Linked DNA regions of Callithrix jacchus: region 1 is linked to region 2. A link is a contact called in public Hi-C data. All regions are on one chromosome and are shown on one strand. Each heading gives the region's core, a stretch centred on a gene start, on an enhancer-like site or on the middle of the called end of the contact. The rest is flanking DNA. Distances are from core to core; before and after follow the strand shown.

The links. A called contact is a pair of places that touch in the nucleus more often than the background predicts.
Region 1: a contact with region 2 is called in a Hi-C map of skeletal muscle, with 3 times the contacts expected there. The contact joins two enhancer-like sites. A contact is called at or near these places in 2 of 3 Hi-C or Micro-C datasets (both in skeletal muscle).

What each region holds. Positions count from the first base shown.
Region 1 is chr14:27,261,289-27,266,686 of calJac240_pri, reverse strand. No RefSeq gene overlaps it. Among named protein-coding and RNA genes, the nearest start is that of ATOH8, 18 kb to the right of the region's middle. Within about 2 kb of position 2,591, at least 4 of the 16 cell types and tissues checked have an H3K27ac peak or open chromatin away from gene starts, as enhancers often do. A contact at or near this core is called in skeletal muscle, where this site is marked.
Region 2 is chr14:26,929,929-26,935,215 of calJac240_pri, reverse strand. POLR1A (RNA polymerase I subunit A) reads right to left here. Exons shown (of 33, transcript XM_078348946.1): 12 at 3,695-3,949. Among named protein-coding and RNA genes, the nearest start is that of POLR1A, 35 kb to the right of the region's middle. Within about 2 kb of position 3,110, at least 2 of the 16 cell types and tissues checked have an H3K27ac peak or open chromatin away from gene starts, as enhancers often do. A contact at or near this core is called in skeletal muscle, where this site is marked.

The sequences.
Region 1 (5,398 bases), core at 1,342-3,841, 330 kb before region 2:
ACATTTGTCCTTGGCTTCATGTCCCTGACCTGCAATGTTGGGAGCACAGGGTGAAGTCATGCTTGTTGTGAGCTGGCCCTGGGTTTTCCCAGAGAGAATTTTTCTGGTCACCCAGAATGTTCAGGGGCTGGAGTTCCAGTTTCACTGAAGCATTCTGGGTCAACAGCCGCTCTTGACAGATTTGGATTTTCAACATTTGAAATTAGAACTCTTTCTTAAAAATGTAATCTCATCAACAAGCATTTAGTGAGTACTGGATATGGATCTGTTTCTCTACCTTTATGTTGTCTCCAGAACATTCATTCAATTGTCAACAATTGACAATTTCGTGGAGTTCCTCAAGGCCTTTGTAACTGACGCCAGTTTTCTAGAACTGGAAATGAGAGAAGTGAGGGATGGGGTTGCATGAGACGATTCTGTGGGTGTGCTGTACTTTTTTGCCAAGCACTTTGTCACCTGTCATCTCATTCATTTCTTACAACAACGCTGTGAATATTATTACCAGGCTCTGATGGGTGAAGCAGCTTGCACCTTTCCTGACACCATGTGTCTGGGTGGGTGCAGAAGGGAATTTCCTCCAGTCTCCCAGGCCTCCCTCTTCCTCATTTGGCTTCTTGGGTGGGGGAAGCATCTGGGCAACTTTGGTTTCATTAATTTGTTCCAACAAAACTTGATTGCTTTTTTTTTTTTTTGCAACTTTTCCCCCACACTGAAGACCAACCCCTGAATAACTCCAAGACACAGAAGAGAGAGCAGGAAAGACATCTCTGTGGCTGGGGGTTGCATACGAGCCTATGATAAAGGCCTATGTAAGTACATTCAATCAATAACAATCAAACAGTTATTATTTGGTCCTAGCCAAATAGTTATAACTAATATTTGTTTGAGCCCTAGCTGTGTGCTCAGCACTGAGCAAAGAAGTGACCATGTGTCTAGAGTGGACAAAGTCAGGCCTGCTCAGCCTGACTCTGCCAGGCCTCCTCCTCGGCCTGTCCTGAGGCCCTCCTGGTCAGGCCGCTGGATGCATGGGCTGTGAGGCCATCTGCTAGCACAGTAGTGTGAGCTGGGTGAGGCAGCAGGACTGCTGGAACCCCAGGAGGGCACCGATGAATCTGCTTGGGGAGAGGGGAAGAAGGTGGGGCCTCTGGGGAGGACGTTTCACAGAGGAGGTGACATTTGAGTGGCCGTGTGAAGAGTGAAAGGAATTCCCCAGGTGGACCGAGGGTGGTCCTGGCAGAGCAAAACTCACAGCCTTGGAAGTGCATGGGACATAGAGGATGGCATGGGGTATGAAAGTACACGTGTGTGCGTGTGCGCCTGAGAGAAAGAGAGACAGAGACTCCTGTCTGCATTCATCTCTCTCCATGGTCTCTGACCTCCCCCTCGACACCATTCTCTGGCACTCCTGGCCTAGCCCTGGGCTTGGCAGGCCTCTCCCTGCTCCCTATGGGCTCAGAGTTTCTGCCCTTCCACCCCACAAACGCTTCTCTGCTTCCTCAGCCGCTACGGGCTTTCAGTTTGTCCTTTGGAAAAAGGCCGCCTTTTAATTTGTTCTTCCGAAGCCTGCCCTAAGCTCAGCCTCCAGAAGGACGGACACTCGATCCCATCGTGGCTGGCCACAGGGCGCGGCCTTCGGAGCAGCTGCAAGGATAGTGTTGACTCCAGATGGAAAGCGTCTGGAGAATTCTGACCTGACATCACACCACTGCGAACTGCACAGGCAGTCAGTGATCTGGATGTGCCCAGATGAAGCTGATCCCAGCCTGGCTTCCTGTCAAAAGCTGGCTTTGAGTTGGAGTCCAGAGCAAAAGGGTGGCCCAGGGAGAGACCACCTTCTCTGAGAGCAGCCTGAGGGCAAACAGGCATCCTTGATGCATTCCCTGTGACCTGAGCCCAGCAGAGGCCCTGCATTCATGGTACTGGCTGCAAGTGGGCCCAGTATTGGCCTCTATGAATTCTCCTTCTCACGCTGGGGCCTTGGCCATCTCTCCTCTCTCCGCTGGGCCTCCACACCCAAAGGGCCTAAATCCCTGCATGTGGCCTCCTGCAGCTCAGCCCTTCTGCCTTGCTGAGCCCTACTTAGCCAGGTGGAGAGCTTGGGTTACCTCAGCCACATGCTGGAGGATGAAAGGGGAGTGTCTAGCCACAGCTGACACTGGCACCCTGGGCCCCATCCCAGGACTCGTCTTCAAGGCACCATCTGTCGCCTGTGTGGGCTAAGCAGGGACAGAAGGCTGGCATGGGGGCCCAGAGGGCAGGGCTGGGAGGGGAAGGCACGGGGCCTGCACATTGGTTTTCACGAAGTCTCTGTGGCGAGTGAATCCTCTTTGGCTTCTCTTCTCCTGCCACCATCACCCACCCAGGCAAAGTCTGGACCTGAGGCTGAAGAATAAAGAGGTAGACATGGCCAGCTCCTAGCAGGCTGGTGTCAGCTTCCTGACATCTAAGAGCATCCCCTTCTGGGGAAGCCAGAGGGCACAGCCAGATGGTCTATAGCCCAGGCGAGGGTCCAGTTCCAGGCATCACAGCGGTCACTGCAGAATCATGAGACAGGAGCTGGACACTGGGCATTGGGCCACAGGACAGGCTGCCTGGGGTTGGTGCCCCGCTGGCTCTCTGCCTCCTCCCTGGGTGCAGGCTATCCTCAGAGCACAGAGCTGGACACAGCAGGAGGCTGTGTGCTCCCTGGGTGGGAGCAAATCCCCAGCATGTCAGGGACTTTGAGACAGGGATACATTCACAGGGACCAAGGAGCAGGAAGGCTCTCTGCACCCTCGGTGTCTATGCCTATCACCTGCCACTTTGGAAGAGGCTAGTGGTTTGGAGAGAGGAGAGAAAGAAGGTGAGGGGCTTTGGGGACTGGAAGGAAAAAGAGTGGGAGGGAGAAGGAGACAAGAGAACAATATGGAGAAGAAAGAAAAGGAGGAAGGGGAGAGAAAGGGCTGAGCTACAGGTAACAGACCCCAAAATAACAGTGGCTCAAACAAACATGATGGAAGTTTCACTTACATAACAGTCATAAGCAGGAGGTCCAGGGCTGCTGTGGGAGCCCAGGAGCCTTCTCTTTCATTATTTTCAGGCTGTCATTCTCATCCTCATGACCAAAGATGCCCACCCCCAAACACAACAGTCTATTTCAAGCAGCAGGGTAGAGGAGGGGCAGTGTACCCCACTTCATGGCCCAGCCCAGAAGCTGACACACACCTTCCTCTACCCCTCAATGGCCGGAATACACTCCCCATAGCTGCCACCAACGACAGGGGGGGCTGGGAAATGCAGCCTTGGTTTTGAGCATCTTTGTGTCCAGAATAAAAATCTCAGTGAGAAAGGAGACGATACTGGCGCTGAGGAAAGTAAAGAGGAAGAGAAGCTCTGGGAACGAGAAGAGGGTACAGGAAGGGAAGGGGCTAGGCTCCCTGGAGCAGTTTGTGCCCTTGCCAGACCTGATCCCCAGCATCCTTGACCCCCACTCCTGGGTGACTGGGCCTGAGGGGTCTATCATAGACAAGTTCCTTGGGAGGCAGGAGACCTTCCTTTTCCCCAGAGATCAGTGAACCTGCCACTGGGTCCCAGACCTGAAGTGGGCTCTGGGTTCCTTGGTGGAGGTCTCTGGAAGATGATCTGCATCTAACAGAAGGAAAGAAAACAAAGTGCAGAGTTCTACTTTCCCACTCAGCCAAGAAGAGGCTCCAGACAGCCTTGTTGTCATGAAGAAGGACATATAAGTCATATCGAGTCATATTCTCCCAGGATGCCAGGAAGGAACTCGTCTGGTTTTCTTCAAGGTATATGAAGGAACATAAAACTATCTTGAGATGTGGGATGATCTCACATATCAATTAGTTTGTACTGGGCCGCCCATAACAGAAAACCCAATTAGAACATTCGATAAGAGCATTTGTTGTCACTCAAAACAAGAAGTCCAGAGAAAGGCAGTTCCAGGACCTGTTAATCCAACAGCTCCATGATGTCTGGACTCTGGCTCCATCTCCCAGAAATTTTCATGGTTTTTCTTTTGGGTTTTCGTGTGGCCGCCTGACCTCCAAGCATCATATCCTTCTAAAATTGTTTTCAAAGGAAGTATTCTCCCCTTCTCCCTCCCACCCACTGTCATTTAATCTGCAAGCAAAACCTTTTCCAGAACCTCTTCACCAGAATTCCCCTTATCATGGCCAAACTGTGTCACAATTGCTGGCAAGAGCAAATGAGATTGCCCCTTCCCATGGGAGGGATAATTTAGGACAATCCTGATTCATCATTGGGAAGCCACCTCCTCACTGCAGCTGGATCCTGAACAAAGACAGATTCTGTTATCAAAATCACAGGCAGCAATGAGTGCTGGTTTGGCCAAGGCCCTATATTAACAATCAATCTTAACTCTCTCAGTCATTACCAATCAAACAAAGTTGGCACATGAGATTAAGCATATGTATTATCTCAGTCTTAGAAATGGGAAGTAAGGAAGCCATAATGCAGGGTCCTATGAAAAGACCACATAGGGAGGAACTGACACCCTAGTTCCAGGCAACAGCCACGTGAAGGAGCCATTTGGAAGTGGACTGCCAGCCCAGGCAAGCCTTCTGATGACTGCAGCACTGGCTGACATCTTGACTGCAACCTCATGAGACATCCCACGCCAGAACCCCCAGCTAAACCACTTGCACATTTCCTTCCCGCAGAACTGTAAGATGATTAATGTTTGCTGCTTGGAGCCACCAAGTTTTAGGGTAATTTGTTGTGCAGCCAGGGATCACACTGTCACTAGGGTGAGGCAAATGGCATGTCCAAATGAGCACAACATTTAAGGAGATGCTCCCTCTCAGGGCTATGACAGTTCAGGGTCCACACATGACCCCGAGAGGGAATATCCTCTTGAATTCTGTGCCCTAGGCTCCTCAGTTGCCTCACCCCACCCCAACCCTGTGTCTAGCAGCAGATATACCTCCATGCCCCTTTTCCCTCTTCCCAACATTCTCCAGCTTGTACTGGGAATCCATGCAGTTCTTTTTTTTCCCTCTCTCTCCTCTTGAGACAGAGTCTTGCTCTGTTGCCCAGCCTGGAGGGCAGTGCTACAATTATGGCTTAGTGCATCCTTGACCTCCTGGGCTCAAGCGATCCTCCCACCTCAGTCTCCTGAGTAGCTGGGACTACAGGTGTGTGCCACCATGCCCAGCTAATTTATTTTACTTTATTTTTTGTAGAGACAGCATCTTTTGCTATGTTGCCCAGGCTGGTTTTGAACCCCTGGGCTGGAGCAATCCTCCTGCCTCCCAAAGTGCTGGAATTACAGGCATGAGCCACCGCACCTGGCTTTCATGGAGTTCTGAAGAAATTGGCTTCGGAACTGCGTGGTTCTGGTTCCAAGGTGGAGCCTGTGACTAGGCCAGTCAACACATTC
Region 2 (5,287 bases), core at 1,861-4,360:
CGAAAACAAGGGCTTTTATGAAAAGCCTGAGATTTGGTGAGTGCATTAATTTCATCTGATGCTTTCACAGCCATTCTGATCCCCCGTCTCCTGAACCTTATCTGTCAGGTCTGTGTTCACAGAAACATAACGCATGCTAAGTAAAAATAGCTATGCTCACTGACATTCTTTAAGATGCAGCTTTTGTAAACTTTTCAATGTTTATAGAAATTTGAGAAAAACCTGTGCCTTGGATATAAAGATTGTTAATCATTTGGTTATTTGTTAAATACTAGGCAACAGTATGGTCATGTTTCAGAACTAAGACTAAAGGAACTCACAAATGCAGCCTGGGAGAAATTTAACCACATGTACTAACTCAAAGGTTAAAAAAAGGATCCTTGTAAATCTCTTAAGTTAACTCTTCTAACTGAATGCAAAAAAAATAAAAAGGATCCTTGTCAAATGGTATAAACACTACAGTGATGGGCTCAATGTAAACTCAAATGTAATGATTACAAATGAACTGGAAAGGTGACAGACATATGGCAAGATCAGATGGGGCACACAGCCCTTCTTAGGAATGCTTTGACTTAACATACATAAAAAATTACACTCTACCTCTTGTTACCTATATGGTCTTATTTTGCTTGGGAGAAAAACCCAAACCAGTATTATGGATTTGACTCATCTCACAGTCTTTGGGGGGCAGATAATGATTTTTCCTTTTGTTTTATTCCTTAAAGAACATAATTACAGGTTCTGTGATCTATTCAGTGCCTTTTCCTCTGTCTGTCCAGATTTTTCCATGACTAGACAATTACTTTAATGGCTAAATTGCTTTCAATGCAATAATCACAAATTCTAAGGCAGAATGCTGATTATAGCAATTGCTAAAGGACTACTTATAATTCTACATTTTCTAAATCCTGCTTAAACTCAGAAAGAACATCTCTGAATCAAAACCCCAGAAAACTGTCAGCTATACTATTCTCCTTAATAGCACAGCAAAATGACATTATAATGAACGTCTCTGGTCAGGATGCTTTGGGAATAGGGTATTCTGTAACTTGAATTTTCTAGCTGACTAAGCAGAATTCAGGAAACATATCTCAAGCTTTGTTTTAAAACTTTCCACAAAGCACGGGCCCTCAATAAATAAATAGAAGGAAAAAAAATTAGTCTAAAAATTAACACATAAATGAAAAGTTTAACTGTTTTTATGGAAAAGAAATAGTGTTTCATTCAACTCCTATTTTAAGTAAAAAGGCACCACAAAACTCTATTAAGTACATGAAACCAACGATAAAATGTACTTTAATTTGGTGTTATGGTTAGGTAAGGAAGAGAAACTGGTGCTAGGGAAGAAAAGGAATTATAAACAAAGAAATATGGAAACTAAGGGAAATAAAAATACACTAAGAAAAATGACCCCAAAATACTGGTCTTCCTCATTTAACCAAATCAGCTCCTATCCTTTCATGACTCTGACACTAACGGCATGTTGCATTTTTATAACCATTAGCAAATATAAGGATTCCACTTCTTGGCATTTATACCAAAGACTAAATAAAATTTATCAAGAATCAAAAGCTCTTTACCTCTAACAAAAGAAACTCAATGAAAGTACAGTGAATCTTCAAGTCATCTCCCATAAGCTTTTTTCTTTTTAAGAAAATAATTTATTGACATAAGCTTATTTACTTGTGTTCTCCTGTCTCCCTTAAGTGTATGCCCAACCTAAAACTCCTAGGCATATGAGCATGTGATGAGGCCCACTTGGATTTACAGCCTACTGCAGGAAACAAAGCAAGCATGAAGCCTCCTACAGCTTTGCACCTTATTCAATCAAAATCAAGTACAGCACATTCAAGGTCGTTGGTCTGAGGACTTCAGAGCGCCTCAACTCCCCACACGGTGAATCCCTCAAGTCACTCTGCCAGCAAAAAACCATCTGCTGCTCCCTGGTAGTATCCCCTCTGGTGAAATATGATTCGGCTGCTAGAGAGTCAAAGACCCACACAGTCCTGGGAGCTGCTTCCTGTCACCTGCTCTCCCTTAGTCCCAGCCTCACCTGTCAAGTGGAGCTAAGAACATGCACAGCCAAGTACATGGGTGGGGGGCAGGGAGGAGTCATCCAAAGCTGCTGGGTTCTAGTCTTGGTCTCATTGCTGGCTGACATACTACTCACTTGGTGTTTCCTTGTCTGAAAATCACACCAACCTCATAAGGAAGGGAATGTCTACAAACTGCTTACAGCAGTGCCTAAGGCCTGTGGCCCACCTAATAAATGTCAGCTTTCATTGCCACCACCATAAGAGCCACATTATTTACATGAGAACATAAAAAGCCACTTTTCAAATTAGCAAATTTATTTTTTTTTAATTTCCAAGTAATCTGAGTGGGCCCATCACCACTTCTTCCTACATTTAGTCCCTTCACTAATCCACAGCCCACAAAGGTGGCCAGAGAAAGGAAAGGCCAACTAAAACAACTGGGACCCTCATGAAGCCACAGTGGTGCATCTGGTAGGAAAGGGGGCCGGAACACCACGCTCCTCACCACATGCCTTATTCCAAGGAGCAGAGGATGCTGACTTAGCAGAGATGCTAAGCATCTCTGAGGAGCCCCAGGCACTCCCTGTGTACAGAGCTCTCCATCCCTGTGGCAGCACAAACTCCAGGAAGATCGGGGAGCTCCTTGTCCTTCCTCCTGCTTCTCAGCTAGGTGTCCATGGGCAAGTTACATGAATCCTTCAAGTGTAAAATGTGGGCATGAATAGCACCTACCTCCAGGGACTGTGGGGAGGGTGAAATGAGGAGCCTCTAATGTGCTCTCTGCACAGTGTATGGCACTGAAAAAGTACTTGGGAAATGGGAGCCTTGGTTTGACGTTACGATTATTCTTCATACTCCATCACGATCCAAATGAATGATGTATAATTGTGAATCACTGTGGTGCAAAAGGCTTACAGTTTGGGAGGTCTCAGACCTCTGGGTGGGTAGTGAGGGCGAAGCAGGCACTGGAACACACTCTGTCCTCTTCCCTGCTGCCTGCCTCTTTCCTCGCTCTGTCCCTACCATGAGCACATGCTGACTCAGGCCCCTGCTACTCCTGGCCATGAGTCAGCTGCTCAGGAGAGTGGGGAGGAAGTTCTGTCCTACCCACGTATCCCTCTGGACAGCTGTGACCACATGGTGTTGCCCTTGAGGACTGAATTTGGAGAAAGAAGGAAGGGATTCAAAGAGGAGAGGAGATGCCTTCATGGGCTATTGGGGGATCTCTTCTGGGCCCTTGGGGTTAGGCTGCTTCTTAAAGCTCATGTTTGTCAGAACAAAGGATCAAAGTCATGTGTGGACCGTGAGAACCATTACAGTGTTGGGATACTAATGCTGGCCGAGGGCTATTAAGTTGCAGAATCCAAACTTCAGTGTTGAACACAAGACCTATTACGAAGCTAGTAAGGTTGGCTTTCTGGGACAGCTATCACAATTTCTGTCCTGATTTACATTTTACAACGCAGCAAGAAATAAACATTTCCCAGCCTCTAGGCAACTAGACGGCTAAAAGCCCCACCTGGGAGAAACTAGGACCCTCCATTCCAGCTGTCCCTGTCCTGGGGCTGCCTATTGACCCCAGAAGCTAGCAGGGCCCAGGTTAAAAGTACTAAGTCATGCCAATGATGACAACGGAATGGCCTCAAGGCCAGACCTACCTTGGGAACAAGGTACTGCTGATCGGTGCAGGCCAGGACATAGGCCTCGGCCCGGCCCAGCTCACTCTGGGGGAAATGGGCATTCATCTCATCTCCATCAAAGTCGGCATTATAGGCTTTGCAGTTGGCATAGTGGAGCCGCAGCACTTTCTCTTCAGGCAGGATGCGGGCGTGGTGGGCCTGGATGGAGGGTCTGTGCAGGGTGGGCTGGCGGTTCAGTAGCAGAATGTCCCCATTCTTCACATGCCGGCACACCTGGGAACAGAGTGGACAGGTGAGTGATCAGTGCAAACATCAGTATTACCACTGCTCTTTCCAAGTGCTCACCTCAACCTGGCCAAGGTGTGGTTTCTAGCTTATGTTCTAGTCGACTAAATGCAAGGGGGATTTTTAATCTGGAGCAAAACCCTAGAAAGCTCTGAGAAATACCTCCTGGGTCCCTCTGGTCCCGGCCCTTTACAGCCCTGATCCTGGCTCTAAGCTCTGAAGTATAAGCAACAAATAAGACCATAGGTCTCTCTCTTCTTCAGAGATGCATAGCCCTCCCAGGTTCCTGGATTCCTCTGAAAATTAATCTGAAGAAAGAAATGGATACAACTCCTGAAGACTGCACATAACCGTAAAACCAACCACTGGGTTAGAAAGGAATTGGCAGACTCTTGAATCCCCCCATTATCACATGTGAGCACATTAGTCTAAACAGAAATTCTACATTTCACAAAAAAGGTGCCCAGCTTCATGTATCAGACCCGGAACTGGAACACAGGGTTCTTAGTTCAGTACCCTCAGAGGACATTTTATTGCACTTCAAAAATTAAGAACTGTAAATTGCCACAGTCTTTTGGCAATGGAGTTTGAAAATAGCTATTAGAACACTTAAAACACATTTCCTGTTGGCTCCTCAGGGAAAAAAAGCACCTACACAAAGTTAGATGAATATGTATGTTTATGCAGCAGCCTTTACAGCAGCAAAAACTAGAAATAACCTTACTGCCCCAATGAAGTGGCAACAGTGTATCCACACTATGGAATATTATGTGGTGAACAAGTATAAATTAAATATATACAAGGCCTGTGCCATTCAAGTGATGGCAATAATGTGTTACAGCAAAGAAAAAAAAATCCAGGTGACATGTAAGGTAATGAAAAAAGCAATTTAAAAACCAACCCAGTTTGTGTGTGTGAGTGTGTGTCTATATGGGAAAAAGGTGGTTGGATCCTCACTAGGTTGTTACTATTGTGTCTGTGTGTGTGTGTGTCTATATGGGAAAAATGTGGCTGGATCCTCACTAGGTTGTTACTATTGTGTGTGTGTATGTGTGTGTGTGTGTGTCTACATGGGAAAAATGTGCTTGGATCCTCACCAGGCTGTTACTATTTTTCTGAGACGGGGTCTCTCTCTGTCGCCAGGTTGGAGTGTAGTGGTACAATCATGGCTCACTACAGCTTCAACCTCCTGGACTCAAACAATCCTCCCACCTCAGCCTTCAAAGAGCTGGAATTATAGGCATGAGCCATCATACCCAGCTATTTTCTTACATCTTAGCATTGTTCTTCCTATAATGAGTAAGTGATGCTTTTGTAAATTTTAAA